Linked DNA regions of Mus musculus: region 1 is linked to region 2. The links are chromatin contacts, called in public HiChIP or PLAC-seq maps. All regions are on one chromosome and are shown on one strand. Each heading gives the region's core, a stretch centred on a gene start, on an enhancer-like site or on the middle of the called end of the contact. The rest is flanking DNA. Distances are from core to core; before and after follow the strand shown.

Evidence for each region. HiChIP or PLAC-seq counts read pairs in DNA pulled down with a chosen protein or histone mark.
Region 1: a contact with region 2 is called in an HNF4G HiChIP or PLAC-seq map of pancreatic cancer cells. The contact joins two enhancer-like sites. A contact is called at or near these places in 2 of 115 datasets of contacts at active chromatin or transcription factors (T-cell acute lymphoblastic leukemia and pancreatic cancer cells).

What each region holds. Positions count from the first base shown.
Region 1 is chr6:35,019,303-35,023,604 of GRCm38.p6, reverse strand. Cnot4 (CCR4-NOT transcription complex, subunit 4) reads left to right here. Exons shown (of 12, transcript NM_001164413.1): 12 at 173-1,540. The coding sequence ends at 474. Among named protein-coding and RNA genes, the nearest start is that of Slc23a4, 43 kb to the right of the region's middle. Within about 2 kb of position 2,659, at least 10 of the 459 cell types and tissues checked have an H3K27ac peak or open chromatin away from gene starts, as enhancers often do. A contact at or near this core is called in pancreatic cancer cells, where this site is marked.
Region 2 is chr6:34,493,247-34,497,453 of GRCm38.p6, reverse strand. The region is part of intron 2 of Bpgm (2,3-bisphosphoglycerate mutase); the gene reads right to left. Among named protein-coding and RNA genes, the nearest start is that of Gm52898, 16 kb to the left of the region's middle. Within about 2 kb of position 1,978, at least 68 of the 459 cell types and tissues checked have an H3K27ac peak or open chromatin away from gene starts, as enhancers often do. A contact at or near this core is called in pancreatic cancer cells, where this site is marked.

The DNA.
Region 1 (4,302 bases), core at 1,410-3,909, 530 kb before region 2:
GGGAGGGAGGGTGGCTAAAGGATCATAAGGCTGAAAAGGTTTCATTTGGAAATTGACAATTGTAATTTATTTCTTGGGTGGCCAGATCACTCTTTTAAAGTTTACCTGAGTAACTTGGCCCTCTTTCCTGACAGACTCACCATTTTCTTTTTGTCTCCTGTTTCCTCTGTAGGTATTCCAGCATCTTCAGGAAACACTTTAGACTCTATTCAAGACGACAATCCTCCACACTGGCTAAAATCCCTACAGGCCCTCACAGAGATGGACGGCCCCAGCGCTGCCTCGTCACAACCCCATCACAGCGCCCCCTTCAGCACACAGATCCCTCTGCACAGAGCCAGTTGGAACCCCTACCCACCTCCTTCAAATCCCTCCAGCTTCCACTCTCCACCCCCAGGCTTCCAGACAGCCTTCAGACCCCCCAGCAAAACCCCCACAGATCTGCTACAGAGTTCCACACTGGACCGCCACTAAGCAAAGAGGGAATTGAAAAGGGCAGGATTTGTCCCACCCTGTTCCCCCTCAGCCCACTCACAGCTCCCTTCTCATCTCTTAACGTTCTGAAGAATCCAGCTCCTGGTCGGGTTTTTTTCTCCCTACCCCCAGATACGATGCGATCACAGCGTCTTTACCATCTTTTCTTTCATTGTAAAAAGTTTCGGTTGATCCAGCATTTGAGTGAGTGACACTGTTGAATGTTTCTGGGGGGCAGGAATTGCCTTTTTAAGCAGAGGAAAAAGAAAATCAAAAGGCAGTCTCAATACTTAGAAAATTACTGTTTGTCTGTCGCTCATAATGACATAATCTGCTTAGCAGAAAATGACAATTAATCTATAGGAAAGGTCAAGTAAATGCATTGTCAACTGCAGAACTGAGAGCACGGCCGACTTAAATGAGATTGCTAAGTTCATGGGGGAAAGCAGTGGTCCTGGCTTCCATCTTGTATTCAACTTTTCACTATTGCAGGAAAAATGCTTTTCATTTTAAATTCTTTATTGAATTGATAGGGAGGACTCAATTGTGTTGTTAAGCAAAGGGATTTATTGGAAGTTGATGAGAAGATAAATTGATCTGTAGTCGTAACTGGCCTACTGCTAAAGAGTTTATAAGGAAGGAAAAGTAATTTTTTAAGGAGAAAAAATTTTGGCTTTAGACTTAAATTCAGATGTTTTAAAGGAAAAAGATATTCACAGATTCAATACCTATCCTTATAAGAGCTGAATTCTATGTGATTTCCTCAGTCTTTCTCCTCTGTCAGAATCTTTTTTTTTTCTTTGACCATAAGTCCACCTGACAGGGCACTCTGAGCCAGCACTGCTCTGGGGCCATCAGATCACCAACAGAAGCAAATCTCTGACCTCTTTGCCTGCAGCTTTTACTTAACCCTGTAGTTTCTGGACGTTTGTGCAGTATTGAAAAGACAGGAGAAAAGAAAACAAACCTGGTTATAACCTGATGCTAAAACTAAAAACAAGGAAATGTACCTCTCTCTTCAGAATTAAAACTAAAATCTTAAATAAAACAGAAAACTTGATGGTGACCCTCGGGTGAGTCTTGTTCTTGTTTTTTCAGTTTGTTTCGTGTGGGTTTGGAATATTTAATGATGCAGTACCATATGAGTTTCCATTAGATTTTACATCTTCAGCTGTGGAGCGTGGTTCTGAGGAAATCAGAACATAAAAGATTTGTCTTTGTCAGCCACTGCTAGTTTTAAGGCTCAGCCCCTCTTGCTCTCAACACTCCTCTCCCAGTGGCTAAGAACTCTCTCTTAGAGATGCAGAGCAGACCTTGACAACTGAAGCCACTCATCAGGAGTGAGTAGGAGCCTGACATGCTGAGATGGGTCTCCAGGAAGAGTTGTCGGAGCGGTGGCAGCGGCAGCAGCAGCCCAGTAGCATCACCCTCTGAGCTGCAGGAAAGAGACCCAGCAGCCCTGGGGCGGACAGTCCAGACACCTGTCTCGGCCAGCCAGAGTAGGGGGACCTGACTAAAGTAGTGGAGGCTCTCGCTAGAAGACTGCGTTCAGTTGGCAGTCTTGTAAGCAGTATCCAAAGAGAATCTTCTACAGGACAAATAGAGTAGATTGAATTGTATACAATGTGTTTTGGGGTGGACTTTTTTTTTCTCTTAATCTTATCTTTACTTCATTTAAAGAAAGCAGTTTTTTGAGTTTTTTGCATATACACCTATAATCTCATAGTCTGAGACTGGAGGATTCCCATGAGTTCCAGGCTAGTCTGGGGTATAAAGTGAGACCCTGTCAAAAACAGTAACAAAGTAAAAAGAAAACAGTATTTTAGATAATAAACAGTATATTATTAAATACCACAAGTACAGGCTACACAAGAGGGTACGAAGAACCCATTTTGTAAACTAACAGAAATGTTGCAGTGATGTGAAAGAACTGGGAACTGTGGGCTTTGTCCTGGGACCTTCACCTTTGTTTCCTGAACCTGCAACCCCTAGGAAACAGACCTTTTCAGAAGCAAATGGGGGAATCCTGCAGTTGGTACAGCAGTAAAAATGATGCCTTTTTTGTAAAAGAGACATTCTGCCTTGCTATAATTGTATATGTTTAGTGAGTCATACCTACTCCATAAAGGTGTGGCTACTGTGTAAGAAGTTACAATGGCCTTGCACAAGTTATAGCATATTAGGCACCTCTTCTGTTTACTTACAACCCACAAACATTATTCACCATTACGTTTGTTCTTCTGTCCTTCCTTTCTTCCCTGCTGCCAGCTAAGTTGCATCCACAGATAATGAATTGCTTCATTTTTAAAAGCTGAGTACTGAACTAGGCCCAGCAGCGACAGGAAAACTTGGCCACAGTCTCTGGTAAGGGCCTTGGAACACACTAGAGGCTCTGGGGCCTGGTTTGGTGTTAGCTTCTCTGCTAAGTTTAAAAAACCTATTTGAGGAAGACAGTGAGTCAGGTCACAGTGAGCACTGGAGAGCAAGACTCACCAGTTAGAGTATCTAACAGGTCCGCTGCGTAAGGCCAGTCCTAGATGCTCGACGGAAGTAGTCTGCAGGAGCTCAGGGTTGTCTGTGCCCAAGTTTGTCTCTCTACTGTCTCCTCTTCAATTAAGGACAACACTTAGGGCTTGGGTGGGTGTGACTGATGAAGGCATAGCTGAGGGAGAAGACTTGTGGGACAGAAAGTACCTCAACCAAAATGGCAGGCATCCGGTGCTTCAAGAGGCAGTGGAAACTTGGGTATGGACAACTTCACAGTCATTGTCTCAGTCGTGTGGATCTGCTGTATCCGGTGTTCCTCAGGTCCCTCTCTTCTTGGGTTCTCTGTTTCTTACATTCTGATTCTTCTTCCCTCATCTTTTATCCCTCCGATTTCATAATTTGCTGGAATGATATATTCCAGCAATATTTTTTGAGCAAAACAGAAAAATGTTTTCAAAATCTATGTGTGTAAAATTAACCTCCTTCATCTTGGGTGGGTGGTGTGCTAGATGCCGGGTTCTGAGTAACATATTTTTCTCTTCAGAAGTTCGAAGGCATTACTCTGTCGTCTTGCTTTCAGTATCATGGTTGGAAAGCCAAAGCCACTCCTGCCAGCTTGTATGCAATCTGGCTTTCTCCCTCTTGTCTACTGTGGTCTAAAACTCCCAGTGTTGTCTTCAGTGCTGCTCTTTGTTCTGGACACCGGGAGCATACAATGGGTTTTAGAGTGTGGCCACTATGGCTAGCTCTGGGAAATCTGTAGTGACTTCCCTAGTGAGTTTTTTGTATGTACCTTCTTGGTTTTCCTTTTCAAAGAAAAAAAATGTCAATACTGAAAATACAGAGCTTGGGGCAAATCTTGTGCTTGTCTTTTGCTCATTTTCCATCCCTACCGCATGCTCCACTTTCTAGGAAGTCTCCATTTCTTTATTGCTTTCTTGTGTCTGTCTGTCTGTCTTCAAGAGAAAAGTTTCACGTATCTGCCTTGGTCTTTGTATTCCAAGTTAGGAGCTCCTTAGATGTTCTTATTATTACTTGGTTTTCTGTGTAAGAACAAGACCAAAAAGTGTGACAGAAGTATTTGAAAGCACGAGCGGGTTGTTAGCTTTGAGCCTCACTTGTGGAAGACCTGTTGTTTTCTACCACGAAGTGCCTATTGGCCGAGTCTGTAGGCCTTGTCTTTGCTGCTTAGAATCTGGAGACAGGAGTCTTACAAAATGGTAAGGGTCTGACTGCTAGCGTTTCAGGGCAATTTTGGGGTAGGGGGGCCCTCTGTTTTCACTGAACATATACATACTGCTCCTCTGATGCAGAGTTGGGGAACGAACCTGGATAAAGCTA
Region 2 (4,207 bases), core at 729-3,228:
CTGGAGGGCCGAGCCTACCATAGGCAAGCATCGGAATACCTAGAGCATCTTTAATTCTCCAGTCTCTATGCAGGAGCTTCTCGAAACCCACTGCAACCACTGGAAATGGTGGAAGCATTTCAGATAAGAAAGAACGAAAGTTTAGGAGAAAACCATGTGAGTAAATTGATACCCAAAATGGAAAACTTAAATAACTTATTTTCTACGTGCAGGAGTAGCTTCCGAAAGTCAATTTGCAGGCTGGGCGTGGTGGCGCACGCCTTTAATCCCAGCCCTCAGGAGGCAGACGCAGACGGATTTCTGAGTTTGAGGCCAGCCTGGTCTACAAAGTGAGTTCCAGGACAGCCAGGGCTATACAGAGAAACCCTGTCTCGGAAAACTGAAAAAAAAAAAAAAGAAGAAGAAGAAGAAGAAGAAGAAGAAAAAAAGAAAGTCAACCTGCCGGCACTCCCTCTAAGTCATGGTAACAAACTAGAACACAGGACACTGTACTTCAACCACAATGCCCCACCCAACACCTCTGGGAGAAGCACTTGAACAAATCCTGGCTTCTGCCAGAATGAGAACTCTGCTCTGTGACTCCAGCTCTCCGGGCAGTGCCTCACCATCCTTACAAGAATATAACTGGAATCTGTGCATCTGTGAGCAGTGCTTTCGAAGGTTGCCTGCTAGGAGGCACAAAACATGGAGCTATATGGTCCGTCAGATACATTAGGTATGTCACCACTGGATCCACCAAGAATGCACTTTTTACATGGGATTGCAGGTTATAAGGAATAAAGGTTAAAGATTCCCCAGCAACAGGCTTTTGCATGAGAGCACTCCAAGGAAGGTCATATCAGATGTGCATTTTTGGGTGACATTTCTGAAAGATCAGAAGGGGCACATAGGATCCACCATAGGCAGGACCTTGTGTGTCTCACTCATTCATGTGTACTCTAGCTCCTGGGCCAAAAGCAGGACTTGAATCACTGGGCCCTGGGCATACAGTTGAACTGAGTGAATTCTAACTTTCTTGGCTTTCAAGTCTAGTCTTTATTGTTGAAGCCTTGATTAAAGACTTTTCTCATTATGAACTGAGCAAGAAACGAGGTGTGGGAGGTGCATTTAAACAGTTCTTAGCCTGGAACAAAAAAGTTGTTTATACCTAGTGCTAATCAAGCAAACTGCACAAATCTGTTCTGTGTGTTCTTTGGCTTTTCTCTAAAATGCCTACAAATCTTTTAGCAGCAGGAAATGGGGAAAAGCAGCACTCAGGGACACAGGAGGAGTTGCTACAGGACGAAAGGAAAGCCCATATTTTAGGATTAAAAACAAAAAAGCAAAAACACCACCCAGCTTCAGTGAATCTGGTGGCAGCCAACTGTGAGACCCCCACCCACCCCTCTTTGTCCCCACTGGACCTATGGGACAACGACGCTGTGTATTCTTCTATTATCAGTAAGGGCTGAAAGAAGAGACTGTCCATTACAGGTGACCATACAAGTAAATTTAATTTTAGACTTCTAAATTTTTAGTTTCACATACATACAATTAAAAGATAGCCTGGGGAAACCAAAGAAAACAGGGTATTAAATTACCCTGTAACCTGATGGCAGGGTAATAGCTGCTGCTTTAAAATTAAGCAAGAGAGAGATGAATTCACCTTTCAGTTTTAGTTAACTTTTCATTCACTATAATTTACCAAATTTATTCACTTAAATCACTTATAATTTAAATAATGTATTCAAATAATTATAATTTAATTTGTTTAGTTAAATTACAGTTAAAATCTTACGCTATTTAAGAATAAAGGCTACTATAGATTTTGTAGGCTTGCATAAAAGCTAGCTCAGCTCTACCACTAAGCAATTATTTGTCTCCCAGGAAAGAGGGCTTGAACTCCATGATTCTGAAAATATCCTACTAAATGCCAAAGGTGACAAACACCTCAGCCGCCATTGGCAGCCAGCTCTAGCTGACCTTTCCTCTCATTTCTCTCATTTCACGTCACCTTGTGTCTGACTTGCTGTGTGTGCAGCTGTGTACACTTCTCCAGGGACAGAGTCCAAGTCTTATACAAATTTCTTGCCGCCACTCTTTATCCCTGTCTTGCATCTGCCTGATCCTGTGCTTAAACCAGACTAAACAATCTACTTCCTCTGGCAAGGTACAGACCACATCCAACACTCAGTTAGGTACTCGGCTTTTCCTTCAGTGTGGACCAGCAGGAAACAAACAGGAAGCAACTATGCCAACCACAAGAAAAAGAAACACACGCCTGTCTGGAACTGTGCACAACAGGTTGCTTTTAGCTCTCCCGCGGGCATTCAAAGTTCTCTTGCAGCGTTGTGAGAAGCACAACTGTCAGGGGCGAGATCGGCTTTAACCTGGACTTACTGACAAGATTGTAGGCAATTATTTATGGTTCTGAAAACCAGTGAAGCAGTCCCTGGGGGAATTTTCTTACTGTATAGTATCCCATGCCTTGTTTGTCTTCTGAAAATATTAAGCATTCTCAGATTACACGTAAATCGATCTCTAATAGAAATACGTTACTAGGCAGGTTACAGACCAGGCTCAGCAGACAGGGAGCCTGTCAGAGATGCTGCCACGAGGCTCCTAAAGTGGTGATCCTCGGGTAAGAATGTTAGCTAACTTCCAACCAGTAACATTGTCTTCAACTGTATTGCTCACACACATTGACTCCAAGAGGTCCATAACCTACTTCTAGCCTTACTAGATGATGTTAGAAGCACACAGATGGGTATGGGTGTGTGTGCGTGTGTGTGTGTGTGTGTGTGTGTGTACAAGTGGAAAGAGCAGATGAAAGCATAAGGCTATAGAATACAGTGACAAATAAGAGGTCATCAGTCTGGGATTGAAAAGCCATCAGAAGGCTTCACAACCTGTATAAGTAACACTGGCAAGGCTAACAAAATACACGGTCAGGCTAGGGTGCAGCTCAGTGGCAGGGCACTGGTCTGGAAGGTGTGAGCTCCTTGGGTCAATCCCCAGCACCATAAAAATAAAAATACACACAAACTCTTCCAGCATCTTCGGTGTAACATCTCATGAAGCAGAACTTTGAAGGGTGGCCCTGGCCTGCTGATGGCTTAGGCACTGAAGAGAGTCGGCACCACACAGCTCCAGAAGACTGAAAAGGCCGTAACAATGCCCACTCGAGTTTTCAAGACACAGGGAGGTGTGTTCATCTAATTCCACTGTGTGTATGTGGAGAGAGCAGATGGAAGCACATGGCTATAGAATACGGTGGCAAATAGGGGTCCTGGGATTGAATCCCACTCAGACGATCACTCTGTGGAACACAAACTAAGGTCCCGATTAAGGGCACTTCACTTACTGACTACACTGAATGAAGCCGGTCTCTTCTGAGGCACCATTTTCACTACATTAACACTAAAGCACCTGCCAGCCAGCTCCGTTAAGCTTCGTCTATAAAGGTGTAGGCACCTGCAGTGACGATGCCCAAGAGCCTAGCATCCCCTGACCCCGAGTCGCCTTGCAGACATGCAGCCTGCCTCTGCCACTCAGCTCTGCTTGGACCTTGTAGCTTGGTTCGCTCCCACGTGCCACATGCGTGGGCCGAGGCGGTACGCAGCATTCTCTGCTGAGGTTTCTTCACCTAGCATGCTGTGACGGATTCATCCACGGTACTGGGGTGTGAAAAAGCTTGCTTGTTTTAACTAAAGCTTCTGTCAAGCCTCCTGATCAGTGATTGATCCCATGAAATAAAGAAATAGGATTTGGAGACAGTAAACAACAGAGTAAAACCCAATATTGAGCTACTGCTCTCCAGAGAGCTAAAGGCCACACTCAGGTTTCTACATGAAACAAGATATCTGTGCAAAATGTCTAGGACTATGCTTGGCAGGAAGCATGAGCTCCACAAACAGCCTCTTTGTACAGCTGTGCCAGGGAGTGCCACTCACAGGCCACAGTGTTACAATGGCGGCAATAACGAAAGACTCATTTCCCCCAGGGAGTGCCATTCGCGGGCCACAGTGTTACAGTGGCGGTAATAATTAAAGACTCATTTCCTTGTATTAAGTTACCTTTTTAAAAACTGGTCGACCTGCTAGGGATGCTCTTGACTCCGCTGCTTACACTGTAATGTTCTGAAGAAAGAATAAGCAAGGAAAAGAGCCATTCTTCAGGGGGAAAACTTAAAATGAAAAAACTCCTGCTTGCAATCCTGCTTAGAAGC